Linked DNA regions of Oryctolagus cuniculus: regions 1 and 3 are each linked to region 2. Evidence: chromatin contacts called from public Hi-C and Micro-C data. All regions are on one chromosome and are shown on one strand. The core of a region is the stretch at or near the end of the contact, and the rest is flanking DNA. Distances in the headings are between cores, read along the strand shown.

What was found. A called contact is a pair of places that touch in the nucleus more often than the background predicts.
Region 1: a Hi-C map of psoas muscle shows a contact between it and region 2, with 2.8 times the contacts expected there. The contact joins the enhancer-like site here to the promoter of ROCK2 in region 2. A contact is called at or near these places in 2 of 6 Hi-C or Micro-C datasets (ear pinna and psoas muscle).
Region 3: a contact with region 2 is called in a Micro-C map of ear pinna, with 1.7 times the contacts expected there. The contact joins the enhancer-like site here to the promoter of ROCK2 in region 2. A contact is called at or near these places in 2 of 6 Hi-C or Micro-C datasets (ear pinna and embryonic fibroblasts).

What each region holds. Positions count from the first base shown.
Region 1 is chr2:191,301,211-191,303,910 of mOryCun1.1, forward strand. No RefSeq gene overlaps it. Among named protein-coding and RNA genes, the nearest start is that of ROCK2, 40 kb to the right of the region's middle. Within about 2 kb of position 1,356, at least 6 of the 8 cell types and tissues checked have an H3K27ac peak or open chromatin away from gene starts, as enhancers often do. A contact at or near this core is called in ear pinna, where this site is marked.
Region 2 is chr2:191,341,012-191,343,784 of mOryCun1.1, forward strand. It overlaps ROCK2 (Rho associated coiled-coil containing protein kinase 2), which reads left to right and starts at 1,299. Exons shown (of 32, transcript XM_070069461.1): 1 at 1,299-1,840. The coding sequence starts at 1,700.
Region 3 is chr2:191,397,437-191,400,136 of mOryCun1.1, forward strand. All of the region lies in intron 1 of ROCK2 (Rho associated coiled-coil containing protein kinase 2), which reads left to right. Among named protein-coding and RNA genes, the nearest start is that of ROCK2, 56 kb to the left of the region's middle. Within about 2 kb of position 1,310, at least 1 of the 8 cell types and tissues checked has an H3K27ac peak or open chromatin away from gene starts, as enhancers often do.

The DNA of each region.
Region 1 (2,700 bases), core at 106-2,605, 40 kb before region 2:
TCCGACCGCGTTTCCTGCCGGATTCTGCTCTCTCCGGGCCTCTTGGCTCGCCGTCTGTTCGCAGATCCTCCCACGCTCCCAGCACCCAAGTCCCCGCAGGGCAGCCAGAGGAGACGACGTTGCAAGAGGAGGCCTCTCCAAATGAGCCTGTGCAGGAGGCTCTGCGGTGCCCAGCTCCGGCCGGGCACGTGGAGTGGGAGTGGCTGCCCGGGAACCAGGAGGAACCAGTGGCCGAGCAGCCAGCTTCGACGGGAGAACGGGAAGGGGGCAGGCAGCAGCTCTGGCTCCCGGGGCCAGGACCCTCAGACCTCAGTGAACACTGACGTGGCCAAAAGGGGCAGGGAGAGGGGCGGGGAGGGGCAAGTCTGAGCTCATGTCCTGGCGTGGCTGCAGTCCAGCCCTGCGCAGGTGTTGGCCGGGCAGGGCCAGGGCCCACCCCCAGGTTCGGGCTGGCTGCTAAGGGCTCCTGATCTCTCACCTGTCTTTGACCGTGGGCCTCTGAGTTCTGAGGTCCACCCTGAGAGAATCGGTGAGGATGAGACATTGACTAAGAGTCTACAGTTTAAACGCTGTCGTGTTGGCTAACATGGTGTCGTGCTGTTAAAATGTTCCGTCGTCTGTGAAACGATCGTCACAGGACAACGTTTGCCCACATTTACTGAGTGTGCTGCCCTGTGCTGGGTGTTGTGCCCTGTGGGTCTCATTTAGTCACCATAAGAGCCTTAAGAGAGTGACACTGCTATGAACTCAATTTTACTTTCAAAGAACCGGAGATTTGAGAAGGTCAAGTGCACACACGCCACACAGCAGGACGCCGCTCGGCCGTGCAATGCCAGTGTGCACATTCTTACCCGTCGCATCATCCTGCCCCTGCAGCTTCCAGTGCCCACATCCTTCTCTCCCAAAATAAAGTCTGGCAACGCAAGGATTGCGCCTCCTGTTTGCCTAAGGAACATACCGGCCTGGGAGCCCGGAGCCAGAGAGCCACGCACGGCTGCAGCCCCGGCCCGACAGATTCGTCACCAGGCACCAGCACCCAACGCCTTCCTGCAGCTTGGAAGCCCAAGGACACCCACGAGAAGCCCTGGCCCGGGGCATTGCCAGTGTCTGTGAGACGCGAACATTTGGATTTCCTTGGGCTTGCGCTAAGGAAAGTCAGTCTCCAGAAATAAACCCAGACCGCAGTTCTTCTAACCCCCATCTGCCCCAGGGACATCCTGGCCTTGACAATAGACTTCTCCACATTCCTGGGACAGGGGGAATTTCCAGCTGGCTTCCTCCTGGAGCCTGCTCTCCGGCAGCACGGGAGGGTCTGAGGCTCATTCTCACCTCTCCCACTCAAGGAGCTGCTTCCCCATTGGCTGTCTCCATGGTGAAGGTGGCAGAGAGAGGGTTGAGATGGTTTCCACGGCAACAGTAAAAGGGAGGTTGTTTCCTGGGTGACAGTGGGCAGGTCGAGGCAGCTGGCTGGGCTCAGAGGATCTGTCCCCCACCCCAGCCCCCTGCCTGCACAAGTCTCGATCTAGGCTTCCTGGATCAGGACCCCAAGTGGCAGGAACAGCATGGTGGACAGGGCGATGATGTCACCCAGGCCGGAGAGCAGTGCTCTGGTGGGGCTAGGGGTCCACGCACTAGGGGTCCACGCACGGTATTCCACCCTTTGGGCTCTTGGCTGCCTCACCCAAAAAATGCGAGTAGTAATAGGATCAATCTGCTAGGGTTGTAGGGAAATGTGATGTGCTTCGTCGGGGCCGAGTGCCAGCGAAGTGTGATTGTTCACTGCGACGTGGTAGCTGGTATCGTTACGTACTACTAACCAGTGTCGCTGCAAAGCACAGAGGGAAGCCACTCTAGAGACGGGGAAGCTGGTGGTGGGGGCCAATGGCGAGTCCACGGGCCCGAGTCCCACCATCGTCAAGAGCGGCACAGGTGCTGGAAGACAAGGATGGGACTCCAGGCTCCACGGTCACTCCACAGCACACCCATGCCCCTCTTGCCGTGGACACAACGACCACTAGCTGGGCCTGCCCGTGTTTCCGTGCCTCAACCAGAGATCCTGAACGTGGCACATCTGCCCCCTGCTCCTCCCCCGTGTCACTCACACTTTGCACTGTAAGCCTGGACCCAGGACACACCAGCACCCAGGTGATGCTCCAAGCAATAAATCAGCACAGGAAAGGCAGAGTGAGTCAACTGAGTGAACACCCCCGTTCCGGAAGCTACTAGGAATCGCTCCAGTAGCTCGGGCCATCTGCTCCTGCCTCCCCAGGCGCATTAGCAGGGAGCTGGATCAGAAATGGAGCAGCTGGGACTTGAAGTCTGGGCTGCCGACCACTGACAAAGCACTTCCCCGTTTCAGCAAATACCTGGGCATCGTGCCGCCTCTCGTGGCGTGCCCGCATCCTGCAACTGCACGTCATCAGGGTTCCCTCGAGTGACCCATTTGTTATTTAAAAGGTGATGCGTCACCCTGGGAAGACTGCCAGCCTTAGAACTTTCCAGACTTGGGGACGGCGCCGCGGCTCACTAGGCTAATCCTCCACCTGCGGCGCTGGCACACCGTGTTCTAGTCCCGGTCGGGGCGCCGGATTCTGTCCCGGTTGCCCCTCTTCAGGCCAGCCCTCTGCTGTGGCCAGGGAGTGCAGTGGAGGATGGCCCAAGTGCTTGGGCCCTGCACCCCATGGGAGACCAGGATAAGTA
Region 2 (2,773 bases), core at 49-2,548:
GCTGTCCTCAGGGCAAAGCAGGCAGAACCAGCGGTGGCGCCCTCATGGTGTGTCCAGGCTAAGGAGGAGTGCCCCCGTGGTGGGGTCCACGCAGGTAACCCAACACTAACCCTCCTTCGGACCAGAAGCGAGGGTTAGTCTCTGAGACGGAATTCGTCCAGGGCCTCTCGCCGCCCAAGTCCAAGAAAGGGTGGCTTCCGCCCAAAAGCGAAGAGCAGGCTCCTGGAACACTTACTGATAAAAATGCTACTTTTAGACCATATCTGCGGGCTTATCTCTGACCGGCCGCGAAGAGCAGCTTGAGATTCTTCCTGCTTAATGGTATCAGATTGTAGCTGTTTTGGAGTGGCTCGTGCGTTTTAGGGCATTTTGCAAACTTCAGTGCGCTTTGAAGCATCTTCCCGGGAAAGAGGATCCCATTCACCCGCGAGCCGACTTCTCGGCCGGTCTTGGAGCCGCTCAGGGGACACAGCTACACAGTGCGCGCCCGCTACTTCGTGCCTTCGGCTTTATTTAACTTTATTCAAGTTCCACGTGCTCCGCCGTCCGCACACCTGCCAGGGCTCCTCCCGGGAGTGCGCCCGGCTGACCGGCCCGCGGGACCCCGGGCTCGGCCACCGGGGGCATCGACAGCCGAGCCGTGGACGTCTCGGTGCAGGGCCCCTGCCCCTGCGGGTCACTTCCTCTGGGCGGCCGGGTCACAGGGGCCCCGGGAACCGCTTCCTAACCCCTGCCTCGCTCGCTCCGGGTTGCCCCCGGGGCGCGTGTGACCCCGGGGCGGCCCCCGGAGTCGCCCCCCGAAAGGCCCGTGGGCGCCCGGCGTCTCCCCACGGCTTTCCCGTCAGAGGCCAGGGCCAGGCTGCGAGGCCTCCGCCTCGGGGGCGGAAGCGCCGGCTGCAGGCCCCGCGGCCCGCGCAGGCCCCGCCGGCCGCCGCGGTCGCTATTCTTCGGGCGCGGGCGCTGCAAGGCCCGCATAGCTGCGCGCTGAGTCAGCGGGGGCCGCGGGGTCGCCGGCCGGGCCGGGGTCAGGCGGGCGGGGACCCGGGCGCCCCCGCCCCTCCCCCGCGCGCGCCCGCGCCCCCCCAGGACTCCCGGCGGGGGCGCACGGGGCGCCGAGCGGGCGGCTCGGAGGCAGAGACAGGGAGGAAGAGGAGCGGAGGAAGGCGGCGCGGCGAGCGGGGGCCGGCGGGCGGGCGGGCGGGCGGGGCGGGGCGCGCGCGGGCGCGGGCGCGGGCGCGGGCGCGCGCCGGCGGCCGCGGCCGAGGGGCTTGTGGGTAGCGGCGGCGCGCGCCGGGGCCGGGACGCGGCGCCGCCGGGCGTGAGCGGAGCGGGCTGGTGGGACTGCGAGGCGGCCGCGGCGACCATGGGGGCGGGCGGGCGGCGGCCGTAGCTGCCCCGAGCTGCGCTTCAGCCTCCCGGGAGCCGGAGGGCGGGGCGGCCCGGCCGCTTCCCCGCTCCCGCCCGCCGAGTCCTGCGGGAGCTCGCCGCGCACCGGGCGGCGCGAATCGGACTGAGGGGCGGGGACGCCATCTGCGCCTCGCCGCTCCCGGCCGGGCCGGGCCGGGCCGGGCCGGGCGGGCCCCGCGAAGGCAGCCTCGGGCCCCGCTGCGGCGTGGAGCTCCGCCTGGAGCCGGCGCTAGGCCCCGCGGCGGCCGGAGCTGAGCGCGGGGAGCCGGAGTGCGGGCCTGGCGCTGGCGGCATGAGCCGGCCCCCGCCGACGGGGAAAATGCCCGGCGCCCCCGAGGCCGCGCCGGGGGACGGGGCCGGCGCGGGCCGCCAGAGGAAGCTGGAGGCGCTGATCCGGGATCCCCGCTCCCCCATCAACGTGGAGAGCCTGCTGGTAGGTGGCCGGGGCCTGCGAGCCCTGCCGCGCGCGGTCTGGCCTCGGAGCCCCCTCTGTGCCCGCCCGTCCGTGGGGAGGGGGAGGTCTCGCCGCCCCCGCCCGGCTCCCGGCAGCGGGGAGGGGGGGCCCGAGGAGACGCCCACCTTCGGGTGCTCCCGGTGTCACCCCGGCTTCCCCTCTGCCGGAGCCGCGGGAGGAAGCAGCCCTGCCCACCCACGGGGCTTGGGGAGGTCGGGGCGCGGCTCGGCCAGGCTTGGTGCGGGGCTGGGGGAGTGTCAGGCTGCGTGGGGGGACGCGGGTGCCCGCGGGGGAGCTGGACGCCCGATGCTGGCCGTGTGGGGAGTGCCCACCTGGGGTTCCTGACGAAGAGCCCGCTCCCTGTAGGCTGCGACCCTGGAACGCAGCGCCCAAGTTGTGCGTCCCAAGTTGTCTTTGGACATCGCGCGGTTGGCATTTCGTTTCTGTATATTTAATTTCTCGAGATAATAGCGCTAGCCCCCCCCCCCCCCAGTCTTGACTTGTACGGTAGTGAACCTCTTCACTGTGCCTCGTCCCTAAGAGGGGCTGTGAAGCCACGTCAAGGCTGCTGGGGGACTTTTGACTCGGCAGAGAACGTGGTCTGCGAATTAGAAACGCGCCATCGATTGCTGGCTCGTGTCTTCCTTTCGTCAGGGTGGACGCCTGTGTTTTGCAGGCGATTTAATTAGAGTGCCACCGAGATGCATTTATGGGAAGAGACGGTGCGGACCGTTCCCCGGGGGAGAAAAAAGTGGAGAAAGATACTCTGGCTGTTCGCTCCGGAGGGCTGGAGTGGGGCTGGGAGATCCCTCCAGCCTGGGCCAGAACGCGGGCTGTCCGTGCTGGGCGAGCCTGGTGACCACAGCACGAGGAAGGCGGCCTCCTCCCCTCCAGCCGCCGACTGGCTGTCCT
Region 3 (2,700 bases), core at 60-2,559, 56 kb after region 2:
TCCTAAGGAAGCTGGATGGGAAGTGTAGTGGCTGGGACTGGCAGGGCACCCGGATATGAGACGCAGACATCCCACGAGGCAGCTCAACCCTGTGCCAGCAGGCGCCAGTATCTGTAGTTCCTGGCTATGCTCTGCAGGGAAGTTGTCACCACGGCTCCTGCAGATGTCCATTAACCCATTGTGCTTCAGGTGCCTTAGCTTCCTCATAAGGAAGTTAGTGTAGACCCGCCCATCACTGTACCTACAGTATTGCTGTCGGACTATATTATTGTGGGGCCGGTGCTGTGGCAGAGCAGGTAAAGCTGCCGCCTGTGGCACTGGCGTTGCATTTGGGCACCGATGAGTCCCGGCTGCTCCTCTTCCAATCCAGCACCCTGCCGATGGCCTGGAAGAGCAGTGGATGATGGGCAAGTGCCTAGGCCCCTGTGCCCACGTGGGAGACCTGGAAGAAACTCTTGGCTCCTGGCTTCGGATGGGCCCAGCTCTGGCCTTTTGCAGTCATTTGGGAAGAGAACCAGCGGGTGGAAGCTTTCTTGCTCTTTCTCTAGCTCTGCCCTTCAAATAAATAAATTAATCTTTTAGAAATTATTGTTGTAACAAAAATATTAAGGCCATATAATTAATTTCCTTTTCCTGTGTACCATGAACACAATAGGAAAACTAATAAAACTAAAAGGCTTTTTTTCTTCCTTATATATATTTGTTGTATCTTGGGTGGACAGGTTGTTTCTACTCTAAAGTCAGTGTATAGTGTTTCATTTTGTGAGTTAGATATAAAAAATTTGATTTGACTTCAATCAGTATTAAGCTATCAAGTTTATCTGACCCAAGTTTCTCAATTGAATACCAATTAAATTAAGACTAGCATTCAGACATGATGCATTAAAAATTGTTCTTAAATCTTATAATGGCAAAATGGTTACATTCCTGATTTTTGGTTTTAATTTGTAGGAAGTTTTCATAAAACAGTATACCTTCCTTGAGGAAGAAAACTTGTTTATAGTGGAAAGAATTATTGATTTATAAACCAAAGGAGTTTTGTACTACAAAAATAATTTTATCTTAATTTTATTCATGTGTTTCTAAATAACATACTACATTATATATAGTACATTGACTCATGACTTCCTATCCCACTGATTATTTTTGAAGAAAAAACTTAGAACCTTATAAAAGTATTAAAAGTGCTAATAATGACTTGAGACTTGGCATTACACCCAATACCAGCCCTGCTACATTTTAGCCGTGCAGTTCTGTGAAATTGTTTTACATTCCTCAAGCCTAATTTCCTCAGGAAAAAAAAAAAAAAAAGGTAGCACCTCCTTGCACAGTCTGCTAGGAAGATTAAATGAGGTGGTTGTTGTGTACGTCGTCTGGCGTTGTGTCTGGTATTCCAGCACTCTGTAAGCAGTAGCTGCCTTATTATTGTGACTAAGTATTATAACTAAAATTATTACTTTCATTGTAGCAGCACCCTCACCATTAGGACTGCTACTAACTTTACACTTAATTCTACTGATTTTCATTCTGAAAGTTAGATCAAATCGTTCTTTATACATTCTTTCAAAATGAAAGCACGCTACAGCTAACGACTATCACTGTAGACATTTGGCATCTTAGGACCAGCGGTGGGGTTAGGGTGAAGCCGGTCGAGGTACTTGGCTGGCACTGGGCACAAAGTTAAGGGGGTACTAGCAAAATAACACAGAACAAGGTGATGTTTTAATGTAGTATTACAAATTAATGCAAAGATCTATCAAAATAAAAGTTTTAGATAAAAACAGGGCAGAGAGGTCTGTACTGAGTCACAAAGGAAAAATGAGCACCCTGGTCTGGTCTTGTCTGATGAGCCAAACCAGAGCCTAGGGCAGCAGGAAAAGCCATAGTGTCACCCCCAGCGCTTGGTTTCTGCTTCAGGCAAGTGCTGGACCAGCTTCACGTGCCTCATCCTGTTTTAGGCCTTGCTAAACTATTGAAAAAAGTCATTTTTCGTTTTTATAGGAGAAAACTATTCCCCAGAATGTTGTACAAGTGAGGGTGTTAGAGATTTCTTTCCTAGGGTCACACAACCAAGTAAGTGACAGAACCAAGGTGATAAAGCCCAGGTTTTGTAATTCCTTGATGTTTTTTACTTTGTTTAGAACACGTCTGTGTATCAGTTTGCTCCTTTTTACATTGATTTGACTTTCGATGCTTACCAGGTGCTAAATACATTGAGGCAAAATGAAAAACTTGTGAGAAAGCTCGGAAGAGGGACATTTAAAACGAAGAAAGCTCTGAAAAGCGTCTGTAAGAATTAGGAGTCATTGGCAGGCAGAGGAGGAGGAGGAGGGAGAGTGTTCTGTGTGGAAGAGCAAATTCAGACACACGAGGGAACGAAAGGCTGAAGGTCCGTGAGCACTGTAGGTGTCATTCAGGAAGGGTCCACCTCCCTCACATCTCGAAGTTCAGGTTTTAAGTAAGTTTTTAACCATCCCTTTTAGTTCTCCATGTGGATGCTGCTCTGTTAGATGTCTGTTACTTCACTACGGGCCACCTGTATTGTTTTGAGGCAATCTGAAGAGCTGACTTTCCTAGAGTGACAGACACATCTAGGTGAGCAAAGTGGCTAAGGATTGTGCAAGCAAACAGGAGAACGGTTCTGAGGCTTCATTAGACTCTCAAGCTTATGGGTGAATCAAATCTATCCGACACAAATGT